Regions from separate parts of the Mus musculus genome. Here regions 2, 3 and 4 are each linked to region 1. Evidence: chromatin contacts called from public Hi-C and promoter capture Hi-C data. All regions are on one chromosome and are shown on one strand. Each heading gives the region's core, a stretch centred on a gene start, on an enhancer-like site or on the middle of the called end of the contact. The rest is flanking DNA. Distances are from core to core; before and after follow the strand shown. Region 1 holds the start of Zfand2b (zinc finger, AN1 type domain 2B). Region 2 holds the start of Ttll4 (tubulin tyrosine ligase-like family, member 4). Region 3 holds the start of Cyp27a1 (cytochrome P450, family 27, subfamily a, polypeptide 1). Region 4 holds the start of Asic4 (acid-sensing (proton-gated) ion channel family member 4).

The links. Promoter capture Hi-C pulls out the DNA fragments that hold promoters and counts their contacts. A called contact is a pair of places that touch in the nucleus more often than the background predicts.
Region 2: a contact with region 1 is called in a Hi-C map of CD8 T cells, with 8 times the contacts expected there. The contact joins the promoter of Ttll4 here to the promoter of Zfand2b in region 1. A contact is called at or near these places in 8 of 39 promoter capture datasets (the 3T3-L1 cell line, the HPC-7 cell line, embryonic stem cells and 4 more), 2 of 484 Hi-C or Micro-C datasets (CD8 T cells and uterus) and 1 of 9 other capture datasets (liver).
Region 3: a contact with region 1 is called in a promoter capture Hi-C map of liver, with 2.6 times the contacts expected there. The contact joins the promoter of Cyp27a1 here to the promoter of Zfand2b in region 1. A contact is called at or near these places in 2 of 39 promoter capture datasets (hippocampal neurons and liver).
Region 4: a promoter capture Hi-C map of the HPC-7 cell line shows a contact between it and region 1. The contact joins the promoter of Asic4 here to the promoter of Zfand2b in region 1. A contact is called at or near these places in 6 of 39 promoter capture datasets (the 3T3-L1 cell line, 3T3-L1-derived adipocytes, the HPC-7 cell line and 2 more), 2 of 115 datasets of contacts at active chromatin or transcription factors (microglia and pancreatic cancer cells) and 3 of 9 other capture datasets (adipose tissue, liver and pancreatic islet).

What each region holds. Positions count from the first base shown.
Region 1 is chr1:75,167,003-75,170,182 of GRCm38.p6, reverse strand. Zfand2b (zinc finger, AN1 type domain 2B) reads right to left here and starts at 1,537. Exons shown (of 10, transcript NM_001159905.1): 1 at 1,476-1,537; 2 at 1,277-1,352; 3 at 904-998; 4 at 552-683; 5 at 267-418. The coding sequence starts at 1,331.
Region 2 is chr1:74,660,008-74,663,187 of GRCm38.p6, reverse strand. It overlaps Ttll4 (tubulin tyrosine ligase-like family, member 4), which reads right to left and starts at 1,486. Exons shown (of 20, transcript NM_001014974.2): 1 at 1,299-1,486.
Region 3 is chr1:74,711,817-74,714,996 of GRCm38.p6, reverse strand. It overlaps Cyp27a1 (cytochrome P450, family 27, subfamily a, polypeptide 1), which reads right to left and starts at 1,462. Exons shown (of 9, transcript NM_024264.5): 1 at 1,106-1,462. The coding sequence starts at 1,366.
Region 4 is chr1:75,448,835-75,452,014 of GRCm38.p6, reverse strand. It overlaps Asic4 (acid-sensing (proton-gated) ion channel family member 4), which reads right to left and starts at 1,505. Exons shown (of 10, transcript NM_183022.3): 1 at 602-1,505. The coding sequence starts at 1,183.

The sequences.
Region 1 (3,180 bases), core at 288-2,787:
GGAGCTGGAAGTAATGTATGCTGTAATTTCAGCACTGGAGGGTCTGAGGCAGGAGGACTGCCACAAGTTTGAAGCCAGCCTGGGCTAAGAAGTGAAACCTCTCAAAACAACAAAAGGGCCAAGGCAGTACCTCAGGGGCAGAGTGCTTGCTTGCCTAGTTTCAGTCCACAGCACTGCAAGCAAAATGGAGCAAAAAGCATAAAGACTGCCTTGGTCAAGGAAGACATGGCTGAAGCAAAGCAAGTTGGCTATTTGGTGGTAATTACCCTGCCCTGCTGGTCTGATGACCTTCCCCAGAGCATTCATGGTCCAGGGGATGACGGTGCTTGATGCAGAAGTTTCGGCCACAGCGATCACAAGTCAGTTTCATCATCTCCCGCTGCCGGCAGCCAGAACGTTCACACTTATTGGTGAAGATCTGAGATGAAACAGGGTTTGTTATTTAGGAAACTCATCTTCTCCTCTGGCCCCCATGGAGCTAGCCTTTTGGGTTTGCAGATGTCCGTATACTACGCTGGGTTGTCTCACTAACCCCTCCATTATTTATTTACCTTGCGTTTTTGCTGTGCTGGGTCAGAACGACAGTCTCTGTCAATGTGCTCTCCCACAGCACGGTCAGGAGGCTCTCCTCTGGCCACCGGCACAGGCACATTACAGAGAGGGCACACAGGTACCTGGATATCCTATAGTCAAGGGTCAGGAGTCAGTATGAGAGCCAAGCAATCTCTTAAAGAACCCGGATATACCACTCACAAATACACAAAAAACAAAGTTACCCAGTGCTGGGCTTAGAAACACAATAACTAAGAGGGGAAAACATAAAATAGACAGATCCTGAAAGCATCTGCACCCGCTCTCCTCTCCATACACCAACCCCTGCCACCCTCACGATCGCCCCCTCACCTTTTGGTAAGCTGATCCACAGTGATGCTGGGCGTAGGCCACATGGTCTGCGCAGAAGATGCCCGAGCAGGCATCGCACTTGAGTGGCAAAAAATCTACAGAGAATGGGTCAGATTGCGGGTTCAAAGGAAACTTAGATGTCCTTTCCTCTTGCGCAAAGCTGCTACTCAGGTAGGAAAAACTCTGCCCTATTTGCAACACACTGTACCTCTTTCACAGTACACGATCAATTTGGCCACGCCCCTAGTCTCCGCCCACAACTTCGAGCCCCGCCCTCCTGGCCTTTCCAGCTCCAGTGCTCACCCTCCTGGCCCTACCTGCAGTCCCCAGCCCCAGCCGTCCGGCCCCGCCTCCCGCGTGCTCCGCCCCTCACCCAAGCGCTGACAGCTCGGCTCGGAACAGTGAGCCCCGAGGTCCGGAAACTCCATCGCCTGGCCGTGCGGGGCCTGCTGCGGGGAAGAAACGAGAGCTGAGCGTGCCAAGGACTCCCGCTCCGGGCCCCGTCCGCAACACAGCAACTCCGGGGGGCTCCCCGCCCCGCCCCTTCCTCTCCCCCGCCCAGCACAGGTTACCGAAGCCTGAGCGTCCGCCGGCCCGCAGCCCCTACTCCTCCTCCCGAGGGCTCGCGCGCTCTGACGTCATCACGTTGGGCGGGTCCATCCCGGGCAACAGTAGATTGCAGGCGGAGAGTCCCAGAAGAGTTGAGCCACGCCCGGGAGCGGGTGTAAAGCTTAGAAGAGTTTTTTCAGAACCAACCAGTGAAGGCAAAGATGGACGTGTCGGTGGACAAGGGTGGTTTGGAAGCAGTTCGGCCTTTAGCCTGCTCACTTCGTCACTACCTTACTTTTCTCTAGCCATTTCTCCAGACCGAGGCTACCTCTTTTCTGTGAGGAGTTACAGTGTTTCTCAGTGGTGCAGATTCCTCTCCAGGTTTTAGTGTTGATGTTCACCCTCTAAGACATCCCTAGCCCTTGTCGGTATGATCTGAGCACACCTGCTCTGTCTTCTCCTCCCCTCCATCCCAGTTTACACGTCACCTCATTGAAATCAGCTGTTCACCAACCTGGCACAGTGTCTCAAGCCTTTACTCCCAACACTCAGAAAGCAGATGCAGGTGAATCTTTGTGAGTTCGACATCAGCATGGTCTACATATCGAATTCTAGGACAGCCAAGACTACATAGAGACACCCAGGCTCGGGGGTGAGGGAGGGAGGGAGAGAGAGAGAGAGAGAGGCATCGGCCACACAAAGGGGACTACCTGGTGAAAAGAGACATCCATAGTGAAAGGAGAGAAGACGAAAAACCCAAGAGAACTGCACACCCTTCCCTTCAATGATAAAATTAAAATATATCAAAGAGTCAAGGATCAGCTCTACCTGTTTCATACTGGGCCCTGCCTGGCACATAATACCTAAAGTACAACAGTCTCAGGTGAAACTCACTACATAGCTATTTTAAACAGATGCCTGGGTCCTAGGACTTCTGACTCAGAGGGGAGCTCCAGAAGGAATGGTAACACATTTCTAGTATGTCTCAACTTGAAAAACACTAGCCTAGCACATTCTCAGGGGTTCTGGAATGTTTTTTGAAGAGTGGCAGTCATTAAACTGGTGTACACCTTTAGGAACCACAGACTGAGACCTTCCTGGCTCAGCACATTTTGCTTCTCACACAGCTTCTCCTACTTGGAATTGGTAGTCACTCTACCTTCCCGTAGGTCTAGACGTGGAAACAAGTAATCAGGTGAAGTAAACAAACAAACAAACAAAAAACCAGTTTCTGCCTCTCAACTTTCCCCTCCTCTTCCTTTGATTTTCACTCTAAGACCGGTAGAAATTAAGACAGTCTTTCCTGGCTACCTCAGGCAGAAGCCCTGTTCTCAGCTCTAACTGTACCCAAACACCTTGACTTGGGTCATCTGCCGACTTACATGCCTGCCACACTCATGTGCTTGTTGGTTGTGTTATATCAGCAAACTCTGGGTTCGACTGAGAGGCCTAGTCTCAATGAATAAAGAGGAAGAGCAACCTCAACCTGCCAGATTGATTCCCAGCATCAGCCACAAGCCTCAGGGTACACACAAATGCATGTCCACACCTCCCCACACATGTGACCACACACATGCAAATACACACAAATACATGTCCACACCTCCCCACACATGTGACCACACACATGCAAATACACACAAATACATGTCCACACCTCCCCACACATGTGACCACACACATGCAAATACACACAAATACATGTCCACACCTCCCCACACATGTGAC
Region 2 (3,180 bases), core at 237-2,736, 510 kb after region 1:
TAGAATGTGTAACTCCCAAGGTTCAATCCCTAGGACCTTAAAAAGATGGGAAGGGCAGGGCAGGCAGAGGCAGGTGCATCTCTGAGTTCAAGATCTATCGAGTGAGTTCCAGACAGCCAGGGCTGCACAGAGAAACCCTGTCTCAAAAACAAAAACAAACAAACAAAAAAACTAAAGTCACTTGGAAACTACAAGTCAGGAAATAGATTCATTTTAAGTTAAGTCTTGGGCCCTAATAAGCCCAGCTCACAGAATGGCTCCCAACAAACACAACTGAGCTCGGACCTCTGTTCAGGCCATGCTGTATCTTTCTAAAGCTACTTTGTAACTTGAATATCTTCCCACTTCTTCACTCCCTGAGAACATTTGATAACTTTCAGGGCCAGGCTTAGAGTCTAATCAGTAAATCGCTAGTAACTTTCCAGACAATAAAGGGAATAGTTTTTATGCAAATAATCTCAGTATTGCAACAATTGAAGGCATAGGATCCAACGGTACCTGCTCTTAAAGGCTCCTCCAGATTACTGCTGATTGGCCAAATCAACAGGCGCTGAAATTGAGATTCGGAATATTCAAAATGACTCCATAAAGGAAGGGTTTCAAATGCTGATTAAAACATTTCCAAGATTCAGAACCGGAATGTAAAGACTGAAGGTGGGGTGACGTATTTTTCCAAACAAATCGCGGTTAAGCGCTTCACTTCTACCACAGCACATACATCAGTATGGCAAATGCTTTCTTGATTAAAAATCTCTTGTTCTATAAACTCTCGAAAACACGTTTGTCTTGCTCACCAATGTACCCTCCCTAGGAACCTTACATAGTGGCTTCACTCGTTACCTACTTGTCGATGTTTATAAAAGCTGTAAATTATTAAATGAAAAAAAATGGCTGGATAAATGAGTTAAATTAGGATCTCAGCTTCTGGAATGTAGGAAAGTGTGTATGGATAACTCAGAGTGGGGTCAGGAAAAAGCAGGCCCTGAAAAGAGCCGGGATTTCAACCCAAGCCAGAATTTAAACCGCAGCGCGGCGGGAAAGAGGACACGCTGAAACCAGGACCGAGAAGGGTGTGGGGCTCGGGCCGCCCGAGGAGAAGCCAACGAAGTTCTCCCCGCGTGGAGGCTGCCGAGGAGGACTCGAGAGAGGGCCCGGGAGGAGGCCCCGGTCTCCGACTCACCAGAGAAAGGCGAGGTGGCGAACCGGAAGCGGGGTTGGGGGCCGGTGCCAAGGGCTGGGGCCGAGGCACGCGGGAACGGCCGGCCGGGGTCGGACACCAGCTCTGCGACCACACTCACCTACGGTACCCTACTTCGCCGCGACTGGACGCCGGCTCCGCGCCGCTTCTTCGCTGCGCCTGCTGGGCGAGCGGGCGACCTCAGGTGTCCCTAGCAACCAAGCTCCGCCACGCGACCCACGCTCTGCCGCTTTCTGTCCCACACAGAGCGCGCCCCCAGCGGACAGATCTAAGGCCAGAAAGGAATGGGAGGGGGAGGGCCCGAGGCAAGCGCGCCGAATCCCAGCCCTTGTGCAGCCTAGAGAATGGGGGGGGGGGGGGGGGGAGAAGGAGGGACTTGGGGGGAGGGAGAGAGAAAGTGCAAGGAATTTGCGCACGCGCAAACTTGTCGACACGGTGGAACTCTTGCGAGCGGAATTCTGGGAACTGTAGTCCTGCAAGTAAAGGCTCCGTTCTGGGAATCCACGATTCATTCTACCTAACCACTATGGACTCTGACCATACAGCGCCAAGACTCTATTAAAGAATTCCTACCAAAATTCCATGAGTTTGAGGCAAGTAAGAGGAAGTGGCTCAAGGCACTTTAACTCTCTCCCACTCACCTTTCCCTAAATCCAAACACGGAGCGGGACGAGACAAAGCAAGACATAACTACAACTACCAGTTTTATGGGCTTCGAGTGAGAACTTTACCTAAGTGTGAGTCCTTTCATAATCTCTCCACGCAGAATAGATCCCCCTGTTTCAGATGTCGCTGGATCTATTAAATTTAGAGAACTATAAAGTCAGCTGGATGGCAAAAGGAGCTTTCTCAAACAGGCTATGATAATTAACGATATAACTAACCTGATGAGGCCTGGGCACCGGTTGTGCACTTCTTTAACCCCACCATTCGGTAGGCTGAGGCAGGTGGATCTCTGAGTATGAGGACAGCCTGGTCTGCAGAGTGAGTTCAGATCAGCTAGGGCTATGCAGAGAAAAACTAGCCTGGTGAAAACAATTTGAACTTAGTAGCAAAATACTTAAGCAACAGTCATTGACAGATGTTGAACTATGAAAGGGTTACTTATCAATTTTAGATCAGGAAATCTAGGGCAATTATCTAGTTTGTCTCCTGATGAGATTTGGATTACACAGCAATATTTATAAAGTATGGCTTATTTTACAAAATGTTAAATTTTAACAATTTAAAAGCTGAATCTAATCAAGCATTGACTCTAACTTCAGTATACAGGATATAGAGGAAAACAATTGAGTAATGCTATAGAATCAGATAAATTCAGAATTTTAACCAATATACAGTATAAATGAACTTTCTTAGACAAAATGGGAGTGCTGGAGCTGAAGAAAAATGTTGGGAGCCGCGCCCACATTCGCCGTTACAAGATGGCGCTGACAGCTGTGTTCTAAGTGGTAAACAAATAATCTGCGCATGTGCCAAGGGTATCTTATGACTACTTGTGCTCTGCCTTCCCCGTGACGTCAACTCGGCCGATGGGCTGCAGCCAATCAGGGAGTGACACGTCCTAGGCGAAGGAGAATTCTCCTTAATAGGGACGGGGTTTCGTTTTCTCTCTCTCTTGCTTCTTGCTCTCTTGCTTCTTGCTCTCTTGCTTCTTACACTCTTGCTCCTGAAGATGTAAGCAATAAAGTTTTGCCGCAGAAGATTCTGGTCTGTGGTGTTCTTCCTGGCCGGGCGTGAGAACGCGTCTAATAACAATTGGTGCCGAATTCCGGGACGAGAAAAAACTCGGGACTGGCGCAAGGAAGATCCCTCATTCCAGAACCAGAACTGCGGGTCGCGGTAATAAAGGTTCCCGTAAAGCAGACTGTTAAGAAGGATTCAACTGTATGAATTCAGAACTTTTCAGCTGGGGAACGAGAGTACCAGTGAGTATAGCTTTACGAGGTAAGCCTGGCCTTGAACTTTCTAAGGAAATTCAA
Region 3 (3,180 bases), core at 213-2,712, 460 kb after region 1:
CTTTGTGTGTGTCTCTCTATCTCTGTCGTCTCTCTCCCTCTCTCCCTCTACCCTCTCTCCCTCCCTTCCTCCCTCCCCCCTCCCTTCTGTTCTCACTATGTAGCACTGGCTAGCCTATGTAGCATGGGCTAGCCTGTAATTTATACAGATTCTAATGCCTCTCCCTCCTGATTTCTGGGATTAAAGGTAAGTGTTGCGCCACCATGCCAGGCTTCCTGCTTGCTTGCTTGCTTGCTTGCTTGCTTGCTTGCTTGCTTGCTTGCTTGCTTACAATTTGTATTCTTTTTAACTATGCACGTGTGTGTCAGCAGGTATGTGCTCATGAGTGCATGGTCCTGGAAGGGCAGAGACATCAGATTCCCCTGGGTGGTTGTAAACTGACTGACAAGGGTGCTGACTGACTCAGGTCCTCTGGAAAAGAGAGATGTCCTCCTAACCATGGAGCCCTCTCTCCAGTCCCAGGGAATGGTTTGTTTTGCTTTGTTATTTTAAATCATCTCTCAGTACCTCCTGAGTCTGACAGGGATAGCTACACAGACAAACTTTCCTGGCTGCTGGATTTCTCTTTCTCTGTCCCCATCCTCACCCTCCTCTCCGTCTGGCAGGGTGTCGAGGTGCAATTACATCAGAAATTCCTTTGCCTGCTCCCTAATGTGTTTTCTTTCACTCCCTGAGAAGCAATCTTTTTTTGTTTTTTGTTTTTTTCTTCTGTGGACAAATGTGTCCTACAGATTGCAAAGTAGCTTCCAAAGTTAACTCCTTTGGAAGAAGCAGGAGGGGAATGGCATCTCTGAAGTAACAGGGTTCCCCCAACACCGGGCACTGTATACACTAGCATGAGTCATTCTCTCCCAACGCAACCTCTTCCTTTCCCAACTTGTGCCCACCACATTGATGATGATCTCTTGATCGGTGACACCCATCGCCTGTTTTAGCTCAAAGGATTCTCTCTGCACCCTGCATGCCCTTCCAGTTTATGGCTCGAGCCTCAGACAGTGGCGAGCTAAGTTCTATTTACTGTTTATCCCTCTTCTCTCCCATAGCCAGCTTCTTTTTCTGTCCCAGTGCCCAGACCCAGGTGGCGATGCCTCTGTCCGATGGTTACCTGGAGGTCGGGCAAGTGCAGCACATAGCCTTGTAGAAATAGCTGGAATAAAAATTGTAGCGTTCCGGTCCCCGGAAGCTCCGCCGGACTCCGCAGGCGCGGCCGGTCTTGACCTGTTCCTGGACCCTCCGTACTCTCCTGTGCCTGGAGGGCTGCAGGGATCGTGGCCTTGGCTCTGGCCCCTTGTGGGCAGAGGCCACGGCCCACCACACGCGGGTCCAGGAGCGTCCATCTCAGCCTCGTGCGGCTCCACGCAGCCATGGATCGTGCCCGAGAAGCCAAGAGTTTAGATCCAGAGACTATGAGCCCTATCCAGGCAAGGAGGCAGACAGAACTCGGGCTTTGCGACCTGGCGACTTTAAAGGCAGAGGTGGTCCCGGGGCGGGCCAATAGAGGACTAGCCAGATCCTTTCATAACCCCTTCCAATCAGGATCTGTCCTGAACACACAAACGCCGCCTTCTCCAGCTGCAAGACCTCTACTAAGAAGGCAGGCAGAGGTGGACAAGATGAACTAGGGAGCTCTCTGGAGTTAGCAGCCTCCTCATCCACGGACTCTCAAGAACTTCGCTGGCTCTCAGTCGTGAGATGGAGCACAGCAGTCAACTTCCAAGTCCCTCAGGCCCCACCCAGCTAGGCTTGCCTTTGCTTGACCTGCAGAGCGCCATCTCTGGTGTCCCTCACTTTCCAGATGGCCCGGGAACGCGCTGCTGTTCCCCAGAGGCTGAAGCTGATTGTGGACCTGGGACAGCAGTCACGTGAGGCCCAGAGAGGAGGAAAAACAAAACAAATTGCGGTATTAGGGATTTTTTTTTTTTAAGAGTATCATTTCTGCTTTTGAGAACAGATTTGGGGATTTGATTTTGTTTTCTTTTTCCCGTTTTGTTTTGTTTGAAGACGTGTAGGCCAGGCTGGGCTCAATCCTCCACCTTCCTGCCCCAACCTCCAGAGTGCAGGCATTAAGGATTTTGAACCAGTTATGGTTGCGCAAGCCTCTAATTTCAGCATTTGTGAGGCAGAGGCAAGTGAACTCTGTGAGTCCCAGGTCAGCCTGGTCTACATAGCAAGTTCCAGGTCAGCTAGAGGTAGATAATCAAACTCTGTCTCAAAAAACAAAAAACAAAAAACAAAAAACAAAAAAACTAAACTAATAACAACAATTTTTTAAAAAGAGGAAGGGCTGAAGAGATGGCTGCTCTTCCAGAGGGGAAGTTCACAGCCTCCGAAACCCCTCTGTGTGCACCAAGCATGCAAGTGGCACACAGACAATATGCAGGAAACACACCCATACACATACCATAAGTTTTTAAATTTGTATTTTTAAAAAGGACTGCCTACCTACATGGCCTGGCTTCAGACTATTCCAATAAAGCAAAAAGAATAAAATGGGACAGAAAATTTGCCCCAAAGGGGGAAAAATAACCAAGTGTTGTTTCATGAACTGTTTTATGTATATTGGAAGTTTCGTTTTCTTTTGTTGTTGTTGGGTTGTTTGGTTGGTTTGAGACAGGGTTTCTCTGTGTAGCTCCAACTGTCCTGGACCTTGTTCTGTAGACCAGGCTGGAACTCAAGAGACCTGCCTGCTTCTGTCTCTAAGTGCTGGAATTAAAAGTGTGTACCACCGGGCTGGTGAGATGACTCAGTGGGTGAGAGCACCCAACTGCTCTTCCGAAGGTCCCAGCAACCACATGGTGGCTCACAGCCACCCATAATGAGATCTGATGCCCTCTTCTGGTGCGTCTGAAGACAGCTGCAGTGTACTTACATATAATAAGTCAATCAATCAATCAATAAATCTTTTTTAAAAAAAAAAAGTGTGTCCCACCATGCCTGGCTAGAAGTGTAGTTTTCATAAAGTTAAAAACACAGGGCTATAGATGTGGCTCAGAGCACTTGTGGCTGTTGTAGAGGACTTGGGTTTGAGTCCCACCACCTGTATGCTGAATGGACAGGTAGACACAGGTGGTTCACAACCATCCATAACTCCAGGGATCAGCTGTCCTCTTCCAATTTCCATGGCAACCAAACATGCACATAGTTCACATACATACATGCAAGGAAAAAAAATTACGTAAG
Region 4 (3,180 bases), core at 256-2,755, 280 kb before region 1:
TGTGTGTGTGTGTGTGTGTGTGTGTGTGTGAAAGACACAGAGACGAAAGAGACTGGCATCCAAGATACACGAAGACCATCTCCAACCAGCTGGCTGGCCGGGCCAGCTCCCCAGAAGGCAGCCCTTCTCCCCCCGCCCCCCTCCAGTTCTTCCTTAGACAGGGACACCTCTCCCCTCTAGCAACCCTCTCCCTGTCACTTTGATTTGGTGGGAAGAAGAATCCAGTAGCCCCCGAAGAAAAGGAGAACAAGAACAAAGTGGGGCTCAGTCTGTCTGGCCTTGGGATGAAGACCAGCTTCAGGGCCCTGAGTCCATCCCGAGGAATAGCCCTGGCCCCTGAACCTTGAACACTGCAGCAGCAGCAGCAGCAGCAGCAGAAGAGGAGGAGAAGGAGCTGTGCCACGGGGTAAGCCCTTCTGAGCATCCACTGCTCCTGGACTGAGGAGCCAGAGGGAAACACCAGCTGAGGGAGACACGAGGCCCGCCTCTGGTGGCAGAAGGAAGGGAAGCCCTGTTGAGGATACCCTCACGTACTACCCTCCACCCCCCACCTTAGCTTCTGGCCACCCCAGGTTCAGGTGGCCCAGCTGGTAGAACTCACCACAGAGAAGTTGCTGGCGGAGCAGTGGTGCCCACTGAAGTTGCAGCTCTTGAGCATGTCAGCAAGCTGGTGGCCAGTGCGGTTGAGGATGTCTACCATGTCAGGCTCTGGATAGCGAAGGCCAGCTGCACGGTGCCCGTCCCGGTCTTTGGGGGGCAGCCCTGTCAGATTGGCCAGGTGGAAGATATCAGCATCGCTGAGTGCCGAGTGCCGGAAGCGGTTGATGTTGCAGAGGGTGACAGCCGGAAAACCCGCCACTGGGGCTGGGGCAGCAGGGTCCATGGCTACCAGGTGAGGCCGGGTCAGGTAGCCCCTGGCCAGGCTGGCTGCCTGGTACAGAAAGGCAGCCAGTGAGGTGAGTAGGGCCAGTGCCCACAGGGTTCTGCGCAGTCCATGGGGGCCAGGGCCACAGGCCCGGCCCAGCCCATGCAGAGTGCTGGTGCTGGCAAAGGTGGCCAGGTCCCGAGGGGCTGCTGGCCCCTGAGCAGCCCCCAGGAGGCTCTGTTCATCCCCTGCCTCCTTCTCCTTGGGTTTTGCATCCTCCTCAGCAAATTTGATTTTGCACACAATCTCGATCGGCATCTGTCCCCGGCTGCTGGGACTGGCCAGAGCCTCACTGCTACTGTCCCTCCCTGGACAGCAGCCCTGGTGCCCTCCGGAGTGGTGGTGGCGGCAGCGGCTGCTCTTCTAAACTCAGGGCAACCAGGAGGAGGACGGGGACAGGGTGGGGGCCCGAGGTGGGGGCGTCACTCCCACTCCCAGCAGCTCCGCAGCCCCGGCGCTGCCTCTGCCGCTGCTGCCTCTGCTGCCGCTTGTCTCTCTCCTCGATCGTCTCCTTGTGGCTTCCCTTATCAGCACCCGCACAGCTGTCAGCCCCTGCGTGTGTCCCTGCGAGCAAGCGAGTGAGCGAGGGAGCAAGCGCTGCTCCGCCACGCCGCGCAGCCCCAGCCGCTCCGCTCAGCATGTGCTCTGGAGCCCACCCCGTGCTTAATAATTCAGGACATGTCAACAGCGTTTCACCGTCGGGCACTGGCACGGGAGGCAGGAGCCAGGCCAGGGAGGGAAAAGCCCCACCCTACCCCAGCCCAGGATGGAGATTCCAGGATCAGGGGTGCTTCTGAAACTCTCTCGCTGTACCTTAGTCAAGCGTGGGGGCCACGGATAGCCTAGTCTCGGGCCAAACTGGGAATGGTGCTATGCTGACTTCTCAGCCCATTCCTTGCCACTTCTTCTGGACCACACCCCACGAAGGGTCAATCAACCCCACTTCCCAGCTTCCTTGACTCCTGACTCCAGCCTTCCAGGGATCTCACTGCCCCACTCAAAGCAGCTTCCAGCAACTCCTTGTGAGAGCCACTTGTTTGAATGAGGGAGGGAAGGAAGGGGAGGGCAGGCAAGAGAGATGAAGAGACAACTGTGGCTTCACTCAGACTCCCCTCCCCTAGAGCCTTGCTGCTGATTTCAACATCCACCGCATCCCTACCCCTTCCAGGAGGGACCCTGGTTCCCTTTTTCTGACTTTGCCCCATATCCCAGGTTCAGTCATTCTTGTGACTGAAGCAGAGGCCACCCTGCCTGGCTCACTTGTCTGTAGCCACTTTACTAGTCCTTTAGTCTCCAAATCCCTTGCTATGACAAGGCTTGGGGGAGAGGAGGGGAATCTGGATGAGCCAGGCCGGGGAGCTAAGAGCTCAGAGGCAGGGTAGAAGGAAATGAAGCGCCCAGGAGAGCTATTAGAGCCGGTGGGAAGGTGAGTGGGGGCTTCAATGGAAATACTATGCTAAGGAAATCAGTGCCCAGAATGTCCTGTCCTCTGGCAGAGCTAGACAGGGTTGCCTTGCAGGCTGCTATCTTGGAGGGAAATCAGACACATGGGTTACCATCACGAGAGGAAGTGGAAGCCCCTATTGGCTCACCGGGAGGGGGGTACGTTGGCACCTCCCGCTTGGGGGTAGCAAAAATGGTCCACTTGTGGCCCCTGGGGGTGTGTAAAAGTGTGAGTCCTCATGGGGGAGAGGAAGCACTTGTCCTGGGAGGAGAGGGGGGCTGATTAATCGGGGTGCTAATGAGCAGCAGGGAGAGGAAGCTCAGAGGGGAGGGGGAGGCGGCTCCATCGATCCAAGCCGCGGAACCAGCAGCTGAAAAAAAAAAGTGAGAAGGGAATCGATCTGAGGGAAACGGCAGCTGCTGGGGATTAGAGCCCGAGGTCCACACGCTGTCCAACGGCCACCCCTCCCCTTCGTCAGCCTGGCCCTGCAGTCTCAGGCTGGCCCCGAGGGAGGGTCATCAGCGTAGCTCCCCTTAGGGGATTCAGGCCGCTGCTCGGCCCACCCTGGCTGCAAGGCTAGGTCAGGCTCCTAGTGAGGGGCACCCCAGTGTGTCATCCACCCACACACCTGGTCCTAGCCATGCATGGTGCTCTAACTAGATGTTCCCAACCTTTCAGCAAAGTGGCTTCCCAGGGCCCCACAGCTGGGTGTCCCTACACGCTTCCCATGAGTCTAGGTCAGCAGGCTCCCAACACTGGGAGGAAAAGACCCCCACCCCGGGGGGGCAGATTCAAGGGCTGCTTTTGGCTG